Regions from separate parts of the Mus musculus genome. Here region 1 is linked to region 2. The links are chromatin contacts, called in public HiChIP or PLAC-seq maps. All regions are on one chromosome and are shown on one strand. The core of a region is the stretch at or near the end of the contact, and the rest is flanking DNA. Distances in the headings are between cores, read along the strand shown.

Evidence for each region. HiChIP or PLAC-seq counts read pairs in DNA pulled down with a chosen protein or histone mark.
Region 1: an H3K27ac HiChIP or PLAC-seq map of embryonic stem cells shows a contact between it and region 2, with 5 times the contacts expected there. The contact joins two enhancer-like sites. A contact is called at or near these places in 5 of 115 datasets of contacts at active chromatin or transcription factors (astrocytes, embryonic stem cells, epiblast stem cells and 1 more).

What each region holds. Positions count from the first base shown.
Region 1 is chr10:21,979,960-21,984,158 of GRCm38.p6, reverse strand. The region is part of intron 3 of Sgk1 (serum/glucocorticoid regulated kinase 1); the gene reads right to left. Among named protein-coding and RNA genes, the nearest start is that of Gm34267, 77 kb to the left of the region's middle. Within about 2 kb of position 1,793, at least 16 of the 459 cell types and tissues checked have an H3K27ac peak or open chromatin away from gene starts, as enhancers often do. A contact at or near this core is called in embryonic stem cells, where this site is marked.
Region 2 is chr10:21,025,766-21,030,235 of GRCm38.p6, reverse strand. The region is part of intron 18 of Ahi1 (Abelson helper integration site 1); the gene reads right to left. Among named protein-coding and RNA genes, the nearest start is that of Gm20149, 16 kb to the left of the region's middle. Within about 2 kb of position 3,210, at least 51 of the 459 cell types and tissues checked have an H3K27ac peak or open chromatin away from gene starts, as enhancers often do. A contact at or near this core is called in embryonic stem cells, where this site is marked.

The DNA.
Region 1 (4,199 bases), core at 544-3,043, 960 kb before region 2:
TAAGTTTTGAAATGCATCCCCAATCTGGGGGTTACCAATAAGCCTTGCTCACCAGGGAGTTTAGGAGTCTGTAGATGTTTACAATTTTCTAGGATTTTGAAACAGGAAGAGTGGGATTATCTTCTCCCACCTTCGCATGCCTTGCAGTAAGTGATGCCCAATAAACACTGGAGGAATCTATGAATAAACCTATTCTCTCCATAGCTTGCCACATTTCTCCTACTTATCTTTCCTTCTTGGTTACAAATGCTAAGACAAATTTTGATGGGAATTATTTATTATGAAAGAGATCCTGAAGGCAAACTGTTGTTTTTACCTTTATATTAAAAAAATGTATGTTCAGAATTTCTGTGCTGAAGTTTCACAGCATAACTCCGCATAAGAGCACATCTGCATAAGGGCTTAAATATCTGCGTTTTCAAATTTTGGGTTGATTTCATTTTTAAGACAGGCTGCCATCCAGCATAAGCAAGCCCAGAATTCATCCATGTAGCTGAGGTCGCCTTAAACTCACCTTTCTACCTATGCCATCTGATCGCTGGGATTAGAAGCACACAGCCTCACACCTGGCCTTGTTTTTATCATGACGATAAATAACAAAGGGCAGAAATGGACACAACAAACAGCTTTTACATAACTCCTACCCGATGTTCTTCTGTCTCCTGCCTCCATCCCCCTAATCCTATGTTCTTAAATTTTTGCATTTTTGGAGATTACAGGTTTCTAAAAGTTTGAAATGGACACTATACGGTCCTCTGGACTATTTTTCCTTTCTGTCTCTTTTAAAAATAGCATTATAGATGGGCAGTGATGGCACAGCATTTAATCCCAGCACTCAGAAGGCAAAGACTGGTGGATCTCTGAGTTTGAAACCAGCCTGGTCTACAAAGTGAGTTTCAGGACAGCCAGGGCTACATAGAGAAACCCTGTCACAAAACAAAACAAAACAAAACAAAACAAAACAAAACAAAACAAAAATAATAAAAGCATCTCGCTGTAAAAGCTGCAGTGTGTCACAGAACATTGCATTAGTATGCTTTTTTGTCCAAACAGCTTTTCTTACAAATATTCATTGCAAGTTCAAGGTGCAAGGCTTATGACTTATGACTTAATCAGGACTCCTCTCGGCTATCCCGCTGTTGCCCTGTGTCTCTGAGACCCTGTAGCTTTGGCTCTGCCAGGCTAGCCCCTTCATGTGCTCAAGCAGTTCATAGTAGACAGGATAGATGCTGGAGTGGGCCGACTCTCCCAGGTGGGCCCTAGCTCTGGACCTGAGTGGGACCTGAGTTGGTCAGCCCTCCAGTTCTCCCTCACCCAAGCCCCTTGCTTTGCCCAGGTGAGGGGCAGGGACAGCTCTTCCTCGAGCCACAGCCACCAGAGAGGCAGCTGAGTTGGTCATTGTAGAATTAGTATGTTCTCATAAGGCTGTTGGTAATTATAATTCGAGTCATTTGTAAAGGTCTTGTGGAATTTTTCTCATTTTTAAGATTTAGTTTTTAGCATGTGGGTGTTTTGTCTGTGAGCCGTGTACATGCTTGGGGCCCAAGGAAGCCAGGTGTCAAATCTCCTGGAACTGGATGGTTATGAGCCACCGTGTGGGTGCTAGGACCCAAACCCACATCCTCTGGAAGGGCAGCCAGTGCTCTTAGCCACTGAGCTTTACACACTTCTTGTCTGATTTTCCATTATAATAGCTTGCAATGGTTGCAAGGTGGGTTTCAGACCCTGGACAAGCAGCCTATGTTCCTATTTAACATATCAAAGTAGACCTTGACTTTAAATTCTAAGGTGTGCCTGGCACACCCCACCCTCTACCCAGAACTTTCTACCCCAGAGGCTAAGCCTCCCCCTCCCCAAAGGCTCTTCCCTTTATAATCCAGATATTTTGCATGATATATCAATACCTACCTCTGTACCTTTACCTAAATCCATCTCTATCTCTCTATCTTGGCATGCCAATTGGCAGTTTCCCTGGCCCCACTCCTTGGAATCAGGGAATCCTCCTGAGAGCTGCCCCCAAATAAATCTGCACCCTTTTACTTTCAATTTTGTTTGAGTTGGCATGTCCTTCAATGGAGAAAACCTATTAATACGCAACAGTCTTTATGCAATTCTAACCCAGTTCCCGTGACTGAAAAACAGTTCACTCTTCTTACCTGCAGCTTCAAAAGATATCACTGTGCGATATGATATAGAAATGACGGAATCAGAAAGCAGAGATCTGGGTGCTTCTAATGCTAAAAGCCCCGTTTTGAGCCAGTAAACCCAGTTCACGTTTAAAAACAAGTTGAAAATAACACTTTTGTGTGTGTGTGTGTGTGTGTGTGTGTGTGTGTGTGTACATGTGCTGTGGTGGAAGGTAAGGCCTAAGGATCTGGAGTTTCAGGACAGCACAGGATAGCAGTGAGATCCTATTTCAACAGAACAAAATGAAACACAAAGCTATTTAACACAACTGCCCTATGAACGCCTCTGCTGGGCCCACCATACCTTAAACATACTCAAGATGCATCAGCAGACACTAGGACACCATGAGAGCAATCTACAGCCTAGGTTTACTGTCAAGATTACTTCTCAGTTTGAATTGTCCTTTTTCCCAAACACCTCTGTGTACATTCGAGCTAATGTCACAGCTTTGACATCACTGAAGCAGTAAAGGAGATCGAGCAGGGTTTCCAGTTCGGTCAGCATTAGGACACATCAGTAGGCTGAGTGAAGCACTCGCTCTACTGTCCTCATGGCCATTTCACTAACCACAAGGGATGATGGGAAACACAGGTGAGAGTGGGTAGGGGAAGAGTTTGAGAAGCCAACGTATGCCATTTAATGCCCATGAGGGCAGTGCAACCTAGCTACTACCATATAATTCTCCTCTAACAAAACAAAACTCTAATCAGCAGAAACGGCTGACTGCCGTGCATTTCCACATGGATCTTGGATGCCATTCAACACCCCCAGGCCACCCTGTGACAACCTTCTCCGAAGTCTCCTTGTATTCTCTCTTTTCTGTCAGTCTACACCATAAAAACCAGAGTTTGAATCAGGACCATTTTGTTTGGTTTTGGATGAACTCTACCCTAACATCTAATTCTATTCTCATTTGTTTCCTCCACTTACACACCTCCCTCTCCACCCATTCCCTTAAGAAGCTAACTCCACAGCTGGGCGTGGTGACGCATGCCTTAAATTCCAGTTCTTGGAAGCCAGAAGCAGGTAGATCTGAGTTCAAGGCTACCCTGGTTTACAGAGTGAGATCTAGGACTGCCATAGCTACAGAGACCCTGTAAACAAACAAACTAAAGAGAGAAGCCCTGTCCTCACCTGCCTTTCAGTGAACCATTTTCATTCCTGGGATAGCTACCTACTGGTTATAGGCTATTTTTACTATGTACAGTTTTAAAGTTACAAAATAGCTTTGTAAGTGTCCAAAGTATATTCTGCCACATGTCTCATTATATGCTTGTGATTCCAACACTTTGGAGGCGAGAGCAGAAGGACCAAGAATTCGTAGTTACCCACAGCCACATAGTAAATTCTAAGCCAGCCTGGAATATATAATATCTTGTCTCAAAACCTGTATTTTATCTAACAAAAAAATAGCCCTGTTGTTAAGACCAAAACTCAAAAAAAAAAAAAAAAGCTTCATTAAATCTTTTCCTTTCTTTCTTTCTTTCTTTCTTTCTTTCTTTTTTTTTTTTTTTAATTTTTGAGACAGGGTTTCTCTGTGTAGCCCTGGCTGTCTTGGAACTCTCTCTGTAGACCAGGCTGGCCTTGCATTCAGAAATCTGCCTGCCTCTGCTTCCCAAGAGCTGGGATTAAAGGCGTGCGCTACCACACCCGGTCATTAAACCTTTTCTTATATTTCCTTATATATTCGCGTTTATAATGTGTTTATGTGCATATGTTGGTACAAATATATTAATAGACATGTGGTGCACATGTTTTGTATTAAAATACTTTTTACTCAAATGTTCCTTTTGCCCAAGATAGCTCTGTCCTTTGAGACTGGATTCCTCTGTGTAGTTCTGACTGTCCTGGAACTCTTTCTGTAGATAAGGCTGACCTTAAACTATCTCTGCCTCCTAAAAACAGAGATAAATGTAGGTGCCACCAATGCCACAGAGCAATCTCTTTTCTATTATAGCTTGTCATTTTGTTTCTTTGAGACCTGCTTCCACTATATAGCACAGGGTGGCCTT
Region 2 (4,470 bases), core at 1,961-4,460:
AGTACGGAGAACTTAGTCTCCTGCAAAAGAAGGGCAGATATACAAAATAAGCACAGATACAAGCATACCTATTTCACATCTATATTTCAACATGAATTGCACGTACTTACTCTGAAGCACAGTCAGTTTTAAAGACTACCCTAGTCCTTCTCCCTGTACAGGTGCAGCAGAGCTGTCTGGGGATCAGATCTGGGCTACAGAACTGTTAGCAGCTATGTTTTTAAAAGGAGAACAGCAACTGGAGGCACCCAGGATTTGTGAGACATTGGCTTTGTAAAAGGTCAGCAACAGAATGCAGACTCTCGTGTCCCACCTACTGTTTAGAAACCCCTCGGACAGACAATAGTTCTCTGGAATGTACACACCACCCAGATTTCTAAACAGCACCATGAAGCAGCTAGGATCATTTAGGAAACGTCATATAATAACCAGCTCTCTTCTCTTCCTGTCCCCACAATGTTCCATGCCAGCTCCTGTTAAGCTCCCTGCTGTTGCACGACCATGACTTCTGTGCCTGCTGGATTCTTCTAGGCTGGGAGAGTCTGGGGGCAGACCGTCATGGTCACTTGGCCATGAGTTGGGCTGAGCCTCTCCATAGAACAGCCCCCTCCATTAGCACAGCCTAGGTATTTGCCTGGACTAATTTTTAGATCTAAGAAAAGTAATTATTTTCTAAACCAAGGAACAGTTTTCATTAGAGTATTTCTGCCAAAAATATAGTGCTTTTGAAACTACTTTCAAAAAAGGTAAGAACTGTTCAAAAGTCATTCTTAGGTTTCCTTCTTATGACAGTGTTTTCAGAGAGAAAGAAGTGCATTGCAATGAGCACATAGCCCACTCGCTGGACACTCCTAACACAGAGCCTCTGACATGACTGTAAAATGCTGACAGTCACCTCATGCACTCCCTTGTCAGTTTCTGAATGTGTCATCACCCTGGCTCTGAGATGGGCAGGCAAGGTGCTGACTAAGAACAACATAAAGAGTGATTCTTTACATTTCATTCAGTTTTCATTCAAGGAAAAAGCTTCCTGAAAATGCACCAAAATTCTGGAAAATACAACTCTACACTTTCTTGATCTTGAGGTCTCTCCTTCCCAGAAGGCCAGACTCCTAAATCTCATCTCCATTTTTAGCTGACGACTTTCAATAAGTGATGGATATTCATTTTCAGAAAACACTACCAGTAACTTTTATGATATCATAGACACTCACTACTCACCCCAAACTGACTAAACCACAAAATGCAAAAGCTCTTAAGTTCTCTCAGGGAAGCCCTGGGACTATTCCAGTACAGATACTCTCTTCAGCCTGAGGAGAGTAAATGAGAAAATGTAGGCAGCTCTCTTCCTCCCAAAGCTCGTAGTAGATACAACTTTTTTTTTTAAGATTTATTTATTTATTATATGTAAGTACACTGTAGCTGTCTTCAGACACTCCAGAAGAGATTCAGTTATCATTATAGATGGTTGTGAGCCACCATGTGGTTGCTGGGATTTGAACTCAGGGCCTTTGGAAGAGCAGTCTTAACCACTGAGCCATCTCTCCAGCCGGTAGATACAACTTAAGATGCTTAAAACCAGGCTTTATCCTGTAATAGATCTAATGAAGAATTACCCTGAGTCACAGGAATTTATAAAGGAAAGAGGAATTATTATTTATGAAAACACTACCAGTAACTTTTATGATATCATAGACACTCACTACTTTAGTTACAGATGCACCCACTCTAAGTCAGGTAGCAAATAAAATACTTAAAAAAAAAACCTTCCCATTTGTAGAATCAGAATGGTTGCTACAAACACTGGTGGGAAATGCTAGCAGTGCCGGCTGCACAAGGCTGGGAGGGGGGAGGGGAGGGGAGGCTCTCACCGCAAAGCATCATGGGAGCTGCGAGCAGTGAACGAGTGGCCTGAGGACAAGGCTGTACTCATTTTCTTTAAAAAAACACGCAGTAAGTTTATTATCAGAAAAGAAAGTAAAGAACAACTTGTCCTAAATTTGAGTACTTTGAAATGAATTCTAATATTAATTTATATGCCTTATTATGTGAAAATATGCGAAGTTGTCAACTTCATTTGAAAACTATAAAGATGGTAAAATGCAATCAATGGTTGAAGAAAGCCTATTAAGACAGTGAAAGTCTTGTTCTCATGTCAACATGACTCAGCCATTTTACCAGAGCCTCCTCTCCTTGCTCCTCTCACCCCGCCTTGAGTGAACCAAAGTCCCCTCTCTTCCTCCCTGGAGGCACAGTGCTAACTCACAGGCACGGAGCACTTTGGCCTGATTGATTATTCAGTCCTCCGCTTCAGCTGATGGAACGGAAGAGGTTTTGCCGCCTAACAGTTTTAGTCAGTACACCTACAAAGCTCTCTTTTGAAATAATACCCATGGATCATTTGAGGAAGAATTCAGACGAGATTCCTGAAGTGTGCGTCATTGAACACAGGGCTTTGTTTCCCTTTCTAAAATGTAGTGGAAAATTAGAGAACTTTACATATTTTTATTTGAAAAGTAAATATTACTTTTCATCTCTAATATAAAAAAGACCACTCAAGGCCATAGCTTATGTACAGACTAAATTCTCTCTGCTAACTGCTACTAGACTCTCATGCTCTGACCTAACTGATAGAAGTAGGAGATAAACACAATTTCTGTGAAAGTTGCTGGCCAAGCTAGCCTCAAACTCCCTCCTGATCTTTAGCTCCGGATCCTCCTGCCTCTGCCTCCGGAGTGTAGAATTTACAAACGCTTTCTTTTAGTAATAGTGTCAGAGTCATGTTGATAAAAGATCCTAAACTCTTAACTAAGGAAGTTTGTAATTAAGAGCATTACTCACATCCAATTAAAGCAACAATCCTTTACCAAATGATTTTCTTGGGATCAGATATAGACTTGAGTAGAAGTAGACAGAAGAGAACTGAAGTCTATACAGTACCCACAGGCCATGCACAGTGTTAAAATTAAGGTTTGAGTTCCTAAGTCACACGAGTGATATTTCATGTACTCAACATTCACATGAGGCTCAGGGGCTACAATAATGGACTGCGCACAACTGGAGCTCAGGAAAGATGACTAGGATAAGTCTAAGACATCAGACAGTCACTGCTACCTGAGTACCAAAGATGCTGGCATATGCAGGGGAAGAAAGAGCAGAGCTGTGGGGGAACAGTCTATTTAAGCCTGTCAGGGACCAGGAAGCATCTAGCATAAGGAAAGAAAGAGGACTGACTCGCAAGATAAGAAAAAACCCAACAGAGTGTGGTGTCCAGGAAACCACGCATTAGGAAGTAACCAGATGTATTCAAAGCTGGTGATCGGTCAAGGAAGATAAGGAGAAGAACTGGCCACTGGCATTAGCAGCTGCGAGGGCCACTGGTAAGCTTGAAAAGAATATATTAGAAATGTTAAACTTTCATACAATGGAAAATGTCTAGGAACATGTAGGGACAGACTTTCCTTTGGAGTGTGTGAGGTCGTTCATGTGGATGTCATCTTTGCTATGATAAAAGCTATGAACCTGTAACCAGCACATCTGGTCGAAGTCAAACTGAAAGAACCCTGGGATAAATAAAGATTCGAAGGTTAGAAAAAAAGCCAAGTAGGCTGAAAGCCCTAAATAACAGGGGTTTGCCCAGCACTTCTCCTGGGGGCAGCCAGGAGAAGCAGAAGCAGTCTCCAAAAGTAACACTGGAAGAGCGAAGGCTGCTAGCGTGCAGCCCCAGCCAGCTGTTCTCACTTTGGCAAGTGTCCTGACATAGTTTTCTTGTTTATCCTAAATATAAACTGCACATTGTTTGTCCTAGCCACAAATGTAAAGTTTTAATAAGTATGCGTGGGCAAATGAATGAGTGAGATTACAGCTGTCCACACATTAGAATAGGTAAGTCATACAACTAGTCCTTCATCTTTAGAAATTTACAACAAATAAAGAAAAGCCATTGGCATGAAGAAAAACACAGAAGCGAATAAAAGCAACCGAAGACAGGAAACCTCCGAACAGAAACTCTGGAAGTCTTAGCAGGATGCAATGCACCCACCCACGGCACAGAACGATGAGAAGTTATCAGAGAGAACCGGGCAACCCATCAGCTGTGAGGCAGAACACAGAACCAGAGAGCTCTGCGGAAGGTTAACAACAGAAAGGCTGGCGGTGTCAAAGGTGAATCTAAAGCCTTCCCAGGAAGACTGGCAGTGAGTCACAGAAGCTCTGAGGACCCCACACCCACTCACAGCAACGTTGTCATGGCAATCAGTGTCCCACTACACAACTGTGAGACAGAACATCTCCTGTCAGATTGGTTGTTATATTTACTTCTGTCACATATGTAGTAGCTCTGTTATACCTGCCCTAGCCTTCCAATTTTACATTTGAACTTCCCATTCAAGATGTTATAGTCTGATAGTTCCACAAATCTCCAGAGTATAAACAGGACAAATCAAGAACTGATTAACACACCAACTAGAA